Linked DNA regions of Sus scrofa: all the other regions are linked to region 1. Evidence: chromatin contacts called from public Hi-C and promoter capture Hi-C data. All regions are on one chromosome and are shown on one strand. Each heading gives the region's core, a stretch centred on a gene start, on an enhancer-like site or on the middle of the called end of the contact. The rest is flanking DNA. Distances are from core to core; before and after follow the strand shown. Region 1 holds the start of HINT1 (histidine triad nucleotide-binding protein 1). Region 2 holds the start of FNIP1 (folliculin-interacting protein 1). Region 3 holds the start of CHSY3 (chondroitin sulfate synthase 3).

What was found. Promoter capture Hi-C pulls out the DNA fragments that hold promoters and counts their contacts. A called contact is a pair of places that touch in the nucleus more often than the background predicts.
Region 2: a Hi-C map of alveolar macrophages shows a contact between it and region 1, with 2.6 times the contacts expected there. The contact joins the promoter of FNIP1 here to the promoter of HINT1 in region 1. A contact is called at or near these places in 1 of 5 promoter capture datasets (liver), 4 of 47 Hi-C or Micro-C datasets (alveolar macrophages, embryonic fibroblasts, heart right ventricle and 1 more) and 1 of 2 datasets of contacts at active chromatin or transcription factors (alveolar macrophages).
Region 3: a contact with region 1 is called in a promoter capture Hi-C map of fetal skeletal muscle, with 8 times the contacts expected there. The contact joins the promoter of CHSY3 here to the promoter of HINT1 in region 1. A contact is called at or near these places in 1 of 5 promoter capture datasets (fetal skeletal muscle), 1 of 47 Hi-C or Micro-C datasets (heart right ventricle) and 1 of 2 datasets of contacts at active chromatin or transcription factors (skeletal muscle).

Annotation. Positions count from the first base shown.
Region 1 is chr2:133,474,016-133,477,671 of Sscrofa11.1, reverse strand. HINT1 (histidine triad nucleotide-binding protein 1) reads left to right here and starts at 1,859. Exons shown (of 3, transcript XM_005661623.3): 1 at 1,859-2,380. The coding sequence starts at 2,270.
Region 2 is chr2:134,091,587-134,095,198 of Sscrofa11.1, reverse strand. FNIP1 (folliculin-interacting protein 1) reads left to right here and starts at 1,791. Exons shown (of 18, transcript XM_021085414.1): 1 at 1,791-2,022. The coding sequence starts at 1,931.
Region 3 is chr2:132,534,229-132,537,840 of Sscrofa11.1, reverse strand. CHSY3 (chondroitin sulfate synthase 3) reads right to left here and starts at 1,756. Exons shown (of 3, transcript XM_021084739.1): 1 at 857-1,756. The coding sequence starts at 1,658.

The DNA.
Region 1 (3,656 bases), core at 610-3,109:
TCCCTTTACCATGTAAAGTAACATATTCACAGGTTCCAGAGATTAGGACCTGGGAATCTTCTGCCTTCCATACCCAGCTTGGGTGAAGCTGGTCAATAAGGATGAAATGGAAGGAAATGCAGCCATGGAACTGAACATTCATGAGCCCTAAAAGCCATGGCAAGGATTTTACATTGAATTCTGTGATAAAATCCCTACCAGCATGAGTGAAATTATGATTTGTACTTTATAAAAATAATTTTGGGTGCTGTATGGCAAACTGACTATAGTGGAAGCAGATAAGCAAACTGGGAGGCTTTTGAAGTACACTAGGTGAGATATGATAGTGACTTGGATTAGGGTGGTATGAGTAGAGGAGGTGAAAAGGGATTAGATTCATATGTGCTAAAAATCCACGAAAAGAGGTAAGGATGATTTCAAGGCTTTTGCCTTGGCAATTTGGTGCATAGTATTATAGTTGATGTTGTATGCTGCAGGAAGAGGCTGATTGTTGTGGAAGAAGTAAAAATAAATTTGAAGTGCCTGGTAGATATCCCACTGAAGGTAGTAAGTAGGCAGAAACATGTATCATACACCAATCTGGAATTAAGGGGAGAGGCAGGTTGGGAGATAAATACTGGAGAGTCCTCGATCTGCAGATGATAAAGCCTCTGACTTAGCGAAAAATGACCATATTATTTATTGCCCAAACCGATACATATTCTTTTCAATTTTTAATTTTGACAATTTCAGGCTTACAGAAAAGTTGCAAGAATAACTGAATTTGCATACACCGTTCACTCAGTTTCCCCTAATGTTAAAATTTTTATTACAGTTGCTTTATCCTTTTTTACTGCTCTGCTTTTTTCTATGTTGACATTTTGGGGGGGAATCTCTTCACTGTGTGAAAGTGAATTGCAGATATGATACTTCTCTACTCATATATTATTCAGTGGGTTTATTCCTACAAAAATGACAATCCTTTTACATCAGTGGTTCTCAAAGCACAGTTCCTGGGCTAGCAGCAGCTGTATCACCTGGAAACTGTTAGAGACCTAAAATATAGGGCCTCACCCTAGATCAACTGATTTTGATAATTTTCCTGTGGGTATATTGGGGAAGTTAACATCTTTCGAAACTATTTCCCAATTTGTAAGCATTATTTATATTTCACCAATTGCCCTGGTGAATGTCTTTGATACAAAAAGTACCAAATGGGACACAGTTTTGTGATTAAAGGGGGCCTCTATGAAGAAAAAGTGGTGAAAGTATACTTTTTCATAATAAGGACACTTGGGGATTAACTGTTAGAGAGCCAAGAATGGAATTCATTAGGAGCTCTGGAATAGAAGGCTCACTCTGAAGGAGAAACAGCATCCAGAGAGGAAGGAGAGTGAAGGACTACTGCTGAAAAGAGGGAATGGTCAACAGTAATAAATGCTACCAAGAGGCTGAGTGGAATCGCCTAAAGAATTTTGTAAGTGAAGGTCTTTAGTGACATTGACAAGAGACAAATGGCTTCAAAAAAGGAAGATAAAGTGGACACAATATACAAAAATTATTTTTAAAAGAAGCAAAGCTACGGAGGGGGATATAGGGTTAAAGATTTTGTTCCTTTTAGGTGGGGCCTCTTACATTATGTCGATTACTGGTGGGAAATATTCTTTGCAGAACAGTCAAGGACGTTTACTAACAATGCCTGGGGCTCACCCCCAGAGTCTGATTTAACTGATCTGGGGTGTGGCCAAGTTCAGGTGATTTTTTTTTTTTTTACTTGATTCCCAAATGATGTGGACATGCAGTCAAGGCTGTGAACCACGGCTAGAGGAAAAAAAAAAAAAAAAAAAAAATTGACGCGGGAGGGCGTACCTCCTAGTCAAGACCTATGCACCTGAGGAATGAAGTATCATGGTGTCCCCGCCAGCAAAAACGGCCAGCACTGCTTGAGTTATCAAATCTTTTCAGTTACACTACCCAATTTTTCCTACAAGCGTCCATACGGCAAGTGCAGAGCTTACAGCAGTAACTCCACTCTCCGAGAGACAAGAAAGGAAGGAGGAAAAACGGCCTCGCCGCGGCCCCCGGGAGCCTTGGCTACGGAACCTCCCCGTCGCCGCCTCGCCCCACGGTGGCCCTAAGGCTCCGGCACCGCCGCCGCACCCCAGCGCGGGTCAGCAGTGCGCACGCGCAGGAGGTGCTGGGGCGTTTGCTCTCCCGCCCTCTGCGGGAACCGCCGGCTCCTCCCTCCTCGGACCTTCTCCCCGACCGGCAGCGCGGGAGGGAGGCCGAGATGGCAGATGAGATCGCCAAGGCTCAGGCCGCCCGGCCTGGTGGCGATACGATCTTCGGGAAGATCATTCGCAAGGAAATCCCAGCCAAAATCATTTATGAGGATGACCAGGTAGGCACCCGGCGCTGCCTTGCTCGTGGGCTGAGGCGAGACAGGCGCCCGTGGACACGCGGGTTTCCTCCGAGGGAAAAGAAGGGAAGGGTCGGGGGCGCCACGGAGAAGGGAAGGCACCCGGCTGCCTCGCGCGGCCTGGGCCGCGGGCCCCCAGCCAGCGGGCAGGGCCCGGTGGCTCCTAGGCGGCCGGCCGGCGCGTGCCGGCGCTCCGGTTACGCGTTATCAGCCCCGGGCGCGGGCCGGGCCGCCGGCACCCGCGGGCCCACATGGCGGGGTCTGGGCGCGTGCGGGGGGCGCGCGCGGGGTCCTCCGCGTGGGCGCCAGCCAGCTCCCCCTGGGCCTCGGACCTCGCCTGTGTCAGGAATCTGACAATCTCGCCCGCGCTCTGCCTGACAGGGAGAAACCCGATCGCTCCTTGACTCGGGCCCAATCTCCGCGATCTCCCGCGCACAGCCGGCCTGCCCAGCTCTCCCGGGCGCCGCTCCGCGGCTCTGCGCTAGGCGGCCTGGGCGCCAGGCCTGGGGGCTGCGGAGGGCGCGGACGAGCTGGGCCTGGGCGAGGGCTGGCCAGCGCCCTCCCACCCCCGACCCGCCGCGGACTCCGGAGGCGACAGTGGGCCTGCAACTGGGATTTGCTTTCCTTTGGCCCCTCCCTGGAAGAATGGCTCCTTTTATGGTTTACAGGAAGCGGTTTTATGCCAAGAGATTGAAGATAGAGTTTTTGTTGACCTGGCTGTAGGTGAAATTGTTTTAGAAAGGACGAGTTGATTTGACCTGGAGACATCTTGTATAAAATTTTTAGTGAGCGATAATAACGGGTTTGAATCTCAGATAAAGCAGGACAGGAGGTAGGCTGATTTAGATAGAAGTTTTGTAAACTATTTAATACATTTATGAAATATGGAATATAAGGAAACATGTTACTAGCAGTGTCCTTAGAGTCAGAACATCTAAGATTTAATGCCTCGAGGTAAATTTACTCAAATACCTTTATTTGTCAGGAAAATTCTATTTTAGAAAATGTGTATTTCTTTTAAAGTATTTTCAGCTGCTTTTAGTAAATGATTGTTGAAATATTGACTTTTGAACGATGAAGTCCCAACAGTATAACAGCATGAAGCCATCTAAATGATACAGCATTTTGTACGGAGTACCAGGTAGAATGACTCCTGAGACAGTTAAGCAAAGATAGCAGCTTCCACCTTCACTAGATTTAAAACCATTCAAGTGGTATGTAATTTGTCTAAATGTTACTTATCTTCTTCATTTCTACA
Region 2 (3,612 bases), core at 542-3,041, 620 kb before region 1:
ACTTGAGCACCTCAAATGTCACCTCCTCAGAGAGACCTTTTCCACTCATTTCATTTTTTAATTCTCATTCATAACACTAACAGTTTGAGATTATCATTTCCTTATTTACTGTCTCCTTATATGGAATGTTTGCTCCACCTTTTTTGTTTACTTTGGATCCCAGTGTCAAGACCAGGGTCACGTAAACATTTTAGAATGAATAAATTATATTGCTAGTCTTTTTAGGGCTGTACCTGCAGCATATAGAAGTTCTCTGGCTAGGGTTGCAATTGGAGCTGCAGCAGCCAGCCTACACCACAGCCACAGCAATGCCAGATCTGAGGCACATCTGCCACCTATGTTGCAGCTTGCCCCTGCCGGGATCCTTAACCCACTGAGTGAGGCCAGGGATGGAACCCAAATCCTCATGGATACTAGTCGGATTCTTAACATGCTGAGCCACAATGGCAACTCCCTTTTTTGGGGTGGGGTGGGGTGGAGAATGTGGGCATCCATCAAAATTAATTTCTTAATCACTTATAAATAGTGCTTTTAAAATTCTTGTAACATTGAAACAGCATGTTATGTTATATGACCACTGAAATTCTTTGAGATGTTCTGCCTATTATTTTCTTCATTCTATATAAGATCACCTATTTTATAGAATAAACTATAGCTGCAAATCAGTGCGAGTTAGTAGCCACTTGAAGAGACAATTTGATTTGTATGCCTAAAATGAAATTCTCAACTATTTTAAGCTAACCTTCCAAACCACATAGCAGTAGTTTCCTGACATCCCTGTCAGAGAATTGCCACCCCGCGGTACAAAATTCCTTATCCTGGAGGGGCAGCAGGTGAATGAATAGTGGTGTTGAAAACATCTAAGAGCAATATGACCCAAACCCTGATAAATTTTGGATTAACCTACTTATTAGATTGTAAGATCATCTATGAGCAATGTTTTTCTTTTGAAAGGGTTCCTCCTATTAAACTCATTTGTTCAAATTCCACAGTTGCACTCTCTCTCCATACCTAGATATTAAGATTGAGCCTAAATCCTGAGCCTCTATGGCCAGCTCTTCCAAGAGGCTAATTCCTGGTACATCAGCGTTCGAGAAGCTATTGGAAACACGGAGGGCCGATGCGGGCAGTTTCTTGCCCAGGCCGTTTCTGCGGGGAGTACTGGCTTTGGCGAGTGTCTTAGCAGGGTCCTCAAGTGGACTGCATAAGCCAGCCCGGCGCTATCGAGCTCTGAGCTCATACCTCTCGCGGCCCAGCACGGTAGGGCCTACGGCCCTGGGTTTAAAGTCCAGGCCGTGCGGGGGTGGGGGCCAAGGGTACGCTCTCGCGCCTTGTCTGCTCCGGGGGCCGCGGTACTCTGCCAGGAGCAGATGGAGGTGTGAAGCCGCAAAGGCCAAGGAGGAGATGGCGGGGGAGGGTCGAGTACTCGTGGTGCCCTAAATCTCTCTTTGTCGTGGGTGCGGAGAACCTCTGCGCTCCAAAATGCCTGGCGTCGTCCCGGCGACACCCTGCCGTAGCCTCAGGTAGCAACCGAGAGCTTCACTGAGTAGAACCGGGACCCGCGCACACACCTCCTTCACTTCCCCAACCACCCGTCCGTTCCCCGCCCCTCCCCTCCGCGCACGCCCCGCTCCACGCACGCCCCGCCTCTTGAGCTGCCACGGGAGGCTATTCGGACGCCAGCCTATGGACGCCAGCCCCGCCCCGCGCCCCCGCCTTGCACCCTGCTCTGCGCGCCGCCACGTGATGCGGCTCACTGCCAGCCAATGGGCGCAGGCCTTGCCTCTCGCCCCGCCCCGCGCGCCGTGGCCGTTTGAAGTGACTAATTTCTGTCATATGACTGAGGCGCCTATGGGGGTGGCGGGGCAGCTCTAGGAGCAGGGGCCTGGCGAGAGCCTTGAGGAGCGACCCTGGCCTGGCCGTGGCCACCATGGCTCCTACGCTGTTCCAGAAGCTCTTCAGCAAGAGGAACGGCCTGGGGGCGTCTGGTCGGGATGCAAGAGACCCGGATTGTGCGTTCAGGTAGGCACTGCAGGGCGAGGGGCGCGAGGCCGATGGCCTGGTGGCCTCGGCTTCCAGAGGTGCTGGGGCTTTCGGTGTTCACGCTCGCGCGGTAGCGCCGCGCCAGGACCGGGATCTGAGCCGGCGGTCGGGAGGGGCCGAGCAGCTTTGTGCTGGAGTGTTCGAGCGAGCTCCTTTCTCCCCAACCCCCCAACCCCATGGCTGCCCCTTCCTCTTCGTCCGGGTGGGTTTGTTTACGCCTTGCTCGTCAGCCGCTCGCGGGTCTGCCCCACAGGACCGAGCATCGCGGCTGAGCTTAGGGTCCACACGCCTTCCTGGAGGCGCGTAGAGTTGGGCGCGGGCTGGATTGGACCTCAGCCGCCGTCCTCCGGGCGGAGTAGTTCTCCCCTCCTCCCCGTGCCCAGTCGTCCTCTGGGTGCTCCATTCCAGTTTGGTTGCTGTCGTGGAGAGAGCGGCACGTTTTGGCCAACCTTCCGAGTTTAGAGTAGGCTGTTTCAGTAGACAAGCTGCCATTCTTTCGCATTTCTTGTAAACCTAAATTGAAGGTGTGTAGATACCGGACCTAGTGGCCCTAATGTTACCGAAGGAGGGAGATACGTGAAACCTCAGAGGTTGTGGTTATTACTGACCAGAATGAGGCTGCGCTAAATCAAATGAAGCACAGCCATAGAATTGACCATCCTCTTGAGACTGTTACTAAAAATGAGTCTTTAAAGATTGAGACTGATAGCGACATATTTTGTGGTATTACAGGCTTTGTTAATTTTTGGTTGCAGTACCTGTTGCTGATAGGAAAACTTTAAAATTGTAAGACTTAATAATAAGCCTGAATTCCAGGTAAAATTTAGTTTCGAAACTTCTTTTGAAGATGAGATTATGTCTTCCAAACAGCCTTCATACTTGTTGCCGTGTGAAAGCTTGTGAATGTAACTAGGCTAAATGTCAAATATCACTCAATCTTGGTAGGGTAGCAAAGAGCCCAGTTGTACAGTAGTAGTAGGAAAAAATGAACATCTGTTAAATTTTGCAACACCCACAGTCTAAAATGACTGCACCACACTGGTTTAAAAGGTTTTGATAATCCTAAAATTATTCACTCTCGGTAATACAGGTCCCATTAATACATATTCAGTAAAGTAAAATTGAGGTATTAAATGGAAAGAAGTTTGACTTTTAGAGGAAGAAAAATGTAAATGGTGAACATCTTGGAACGGTGCTTCGAAAAGACAGTTATCTAGCTTTCGGTCCTTTCTACTGGGAAATAAATGTCTTGCCCTGTTCATCTAATGACTTTCTTTAAAGATTTCTTTGGTATTTTTATTTTGAAAAATGAAAGTGCAGTGTAGATCATACTACATTGAGCCATCTAGTAAGCCAAGGGTCAGTAGAAAGTAAGTTCAGGAGGGATATTAAAATATTTGAAGAGGCATTCTATTTCTGAGCAAAGATTCACTTTGGGGTACCCAAGTTTCCAAGCATCTCAAGTCATTGTTTTGAAAACAAAACAAAACTGTTTTTTGAAAATGTAAGTATTCTGTATGGTTGTGTAATACTACTTCAGAGTTGCTCAAGTGCTTTCTCATCGGTTAT
Region 3 (3,612 bases), core at 507-3,006, 940 kb after region 1:
CTAATTGCTGCAACCACCAAGACGGACTTTGAAAGGATCCCCACGGCCGTGTGCTTGGGCAGCGTGGAGCTCCTAGGGTCTGGATAATTCGCGGGCCTGTCCCCCTTTTCCTCACCACCTACTCCTATAGATACAGCCATCCCCTCACGATTTTACTGAACCGTGGTAGGGGTCAGGGACGGCTTGACGCTGCACTGTGGTGGTGGGAAGGAGCTGCGCGCCGGAGCAGGGGGGTTCTCAAGGACTCCCAGTGCTTTGAGGGTCGTGCGAAAGGACCGCACAAGGAAGGGGGTGGGACAGCGAAAATGATTCCTCGATCTCACCAGTTCCGAAACTGTGCTAGATCCAGTTAAAGCAAAAGGGTAGGGGAATAAGCAAGATCACCGATCTCCAGTCTGGCTCTCGCCTGCATCCTCCATCCGCCCTTTCGCCACTGAGGACACGCCCCTCCGGACCGATGTGGGGAAACTACCACCACCGCGGGCTTTCAGAGCAGGGTGGAGTGGGAAGAGCCTCAGGTTTAACCCTGAGGTCCCTTTCCTCACCTTCCTACACGAAAAAGAGTAGGAGCGAGGGATGGGCGTTAACAGGAACGGCAAGAATGAGGAAGGCAAAAAGAGCGGGGCAGGTGTGAGAAGGGTCCAGACCGCAGGAGAGGAGGAGGAGCGGACCAGAAATGGTGGGCGGACGCGAGCGGTGGGGGCGACCGGTTGGGGGCTGCAGGAGCCGGGAGCACATGCTGGCAGAGAAGCAGAGAGGGGCTGGCAGGGATTGAGGCTGGGCAGGGAATGGGGCTGGTTGCAGAGAAAGGAGTTGGGAAGGCGGGGAGGCGGGACAGCCAGTGCTGGGAGGTCACCTTTAATGTAGACATCGTCGTCGGCGCGCATAAACCACTCATACTTGTCCAGGTAGTGGTCGTGCATGTACTTGATCATCATGAAGGACTTTTTCTGGGGAGGGTAGGAGTCGTCCACCCCAGGTAGCTCGATGACAGGCAGGGGTGGCGGGGGTTGGCCAAGACCGGCGTTGGGAGGCTGCTGGCTGGAAAAGAACTCCACGCGGCCGGGGATGAAGCGCGCCCAGGTCCGCTGCGCCGCCAGCGCGCGACTGCCCAGGTACTTCTGCGCGGTCATCACCCCCACGTATAGGAAATCCCGGGGTCGGGAGCTCGGGGCGGTGGCGCCCCCGTCCCCGCTGCCGTTGTGGCTACTCCCGGGCCGGCCGCCTCTCCGCTGCCCGGCCGCACCCCCGTCCTCCTCCTCGGGTTCCCCTTCGGCCACCGGGGCTCCGGGGAGCCCCGTCGCGCCTCCCGACTCGCGTCCTCGTCGCCGCTGCTGCAGCGGAGGTAGCTGCTGCCAGGGGCTGCTCCGAAAATTGGTTCCCCCGGGCGCTGCTTCAGGCAGCTGCGGCCCCTGGAGCTCCTGGCGCGCTGGGGGCGGCGACTGCTCCGGCCACGGCCGCGCATGAGGCTGGGGGAGCGGCTGCTGCGCGCCGGGGCCAGCGGCGGAGCGGCCGTAGTAGGAGCAGAGGCTGGAACCGCGTCTCTTCCTCTCGCTCAGCTCGGCCACTCTGGGGGCGATGAGCCAGGACGCGGCGGTGAAACCCAGCACCAACCCCAATGCCACGCTCATCCACGGGCGGCGGGAGCGCACGGCCATCGCGGTTGCCCCGGGCGCGGACGCTCGCTGAGTGGCTGCGGCGCGGCGCACGGGTCTGTCGGTTCACACCCGCCCCTCCTCCGCCTCAACGCCCCCAGCCCCAGCCGCTGCCCGCCGCCCAGGCGCCGACCCCGGCTCGGGGTCGCAGCGCTCCCGGCGCCTAGCCCGCGGTGGGTTGCGGCTGTCAGCCGCGCTCCCCGCTCCGCTCTGGGTCCGTGTTCTGAGCGAGGAGGGTCGGGAGTGAAACTTCTCCCGGCGGCGGCGTTGGCGGCGGCGGCAGCAAGAGGAGCTGCAGAAGGAGGAGGAGGTGGAGCGGCGGCAGCAACGCGTCCGCTCCTAGGCTGCCACCCTGTCACTGGCGCGCCTGGTCCCTCCCTCCTCTCCCTCCTTCCCGAGCCCCCGCCCTCGCTCCCCCCGCCGCCAAGCTCCGGACTGGCCCGAAGGAGGAGCCACGAGCACCGCCGCTGCCAACCTGGGGGAAGCGCGGGCCGCGGTATTTCCCCGTCACCCGCCCTCGGACGCCCCCGGCCCGCGCCTCGGTCCAGAGCCGGCCTACTCTCCGGAAGGAAATGATCCCGGTCGGGCCGCCTCCGGCTTCCAACGCCGACGCCCCCTCGTTCCTCCTCCCGCGGCCCCAGTTCTCCATCCCATTTCCCGTCCCGTCCCGCCCCTCCGCCAGCCTAGCAACACCCGCGTCCGGGGGCTCCGCTGCCCTCCTCCCAGCACGTCGGCTCCACTGACCTCATCGGCGGAGCTCGGGTCCCAGAGCCCCCGACGAGCGCCCGCATCTCCCTCCCAGCTTGCCTCCCCCTGCCCACAGCTGGTTACGTCCCGGCGTGACCCTTCCCCATCCTGCCCCTCCCAGGTTCCTCTCTTCGCGTTTTCGGTCCTTTTCGCGTTTCTCTACAGGCTGCCACTTCGTGTCTTCTCTCTCCACTCCTTCTGCGCTCACTGCTCAGGAAACCATCTGTCTTACTCTAGCACCTCTCCACCCAGCTGTACCAACTCCTCAGTCCCTGCTAGCATCCTTCACCACTTTCACCACTACTCCCCAGTCTTACGTAGAAGCACCATGATCACTCTGTGTCTCTTCTAAGAAAATCGCGGAGGGCTTGGAAATACCTATCGAAAGGCTAGAGGTGGTCACAGTGAGCAGGAGCTTAATCCTCAAAGAAAATAAAAATTTCATGTTCCCCACCTGTTGAGCTGGGACACGCGGGGCTGCCTCGCGGTTTCCCACCCCCATCCTGCACCCAGTTCTCCATTGGTTTCTAGTCTAAAAGTGAGAACCACGAACTATTTTCAGTCTTGGTAGAGACTAGTTCAGTAGGATTGGCAAATGATGGAGAAATGGGAGCACACAGAGCCAATGCCTGGAAGATTCATACCAAGAAAATTCTTATTCCCCCCAAACAACTAAACTTAACCAGAAAATGAAATAGAAAATGTAGTTTTTGGTCTTGCCTATAAAGCATTTTCTTTTCTAAGGCAATGACAGGAAATGTTTTACCTCTCCAATTAGGGAGGAAGAAAATCTCCAGCAAAAGAATCTCAAAAAAAGGTTAAATTGTCTTGGCCAAAATCACTGAAAGTTATATATGAAGACATTACCTGAAGCTATGTGACATTTTGAAGAAGGGGGCATTTAAAAGCTTTCTCTCCAGAAGCTGTGATACTAACTACAATCTGAGGTGCATTTGCCATCCCAAACTCTTTGCTCTTCAGATTTCAGTCTTCTGTTTTCTGCATCAAACGCAAAGGGATGGTATTGAATGGCATTAGACATAGGGCTTGATCCAGCAAGGTGCTGGCAGCGTCCTTGGAACAGTGGGCCTGCCTGGAGCCCTTGGAGGGGTGGTTCTTTCCACACCAATAACTGGCTGTGCATGAGCACGTCTGACGAAATGTTTCATCTGCTGGACAGTGAAGCTCCTTTTCCATGTCTAGGTCTTGC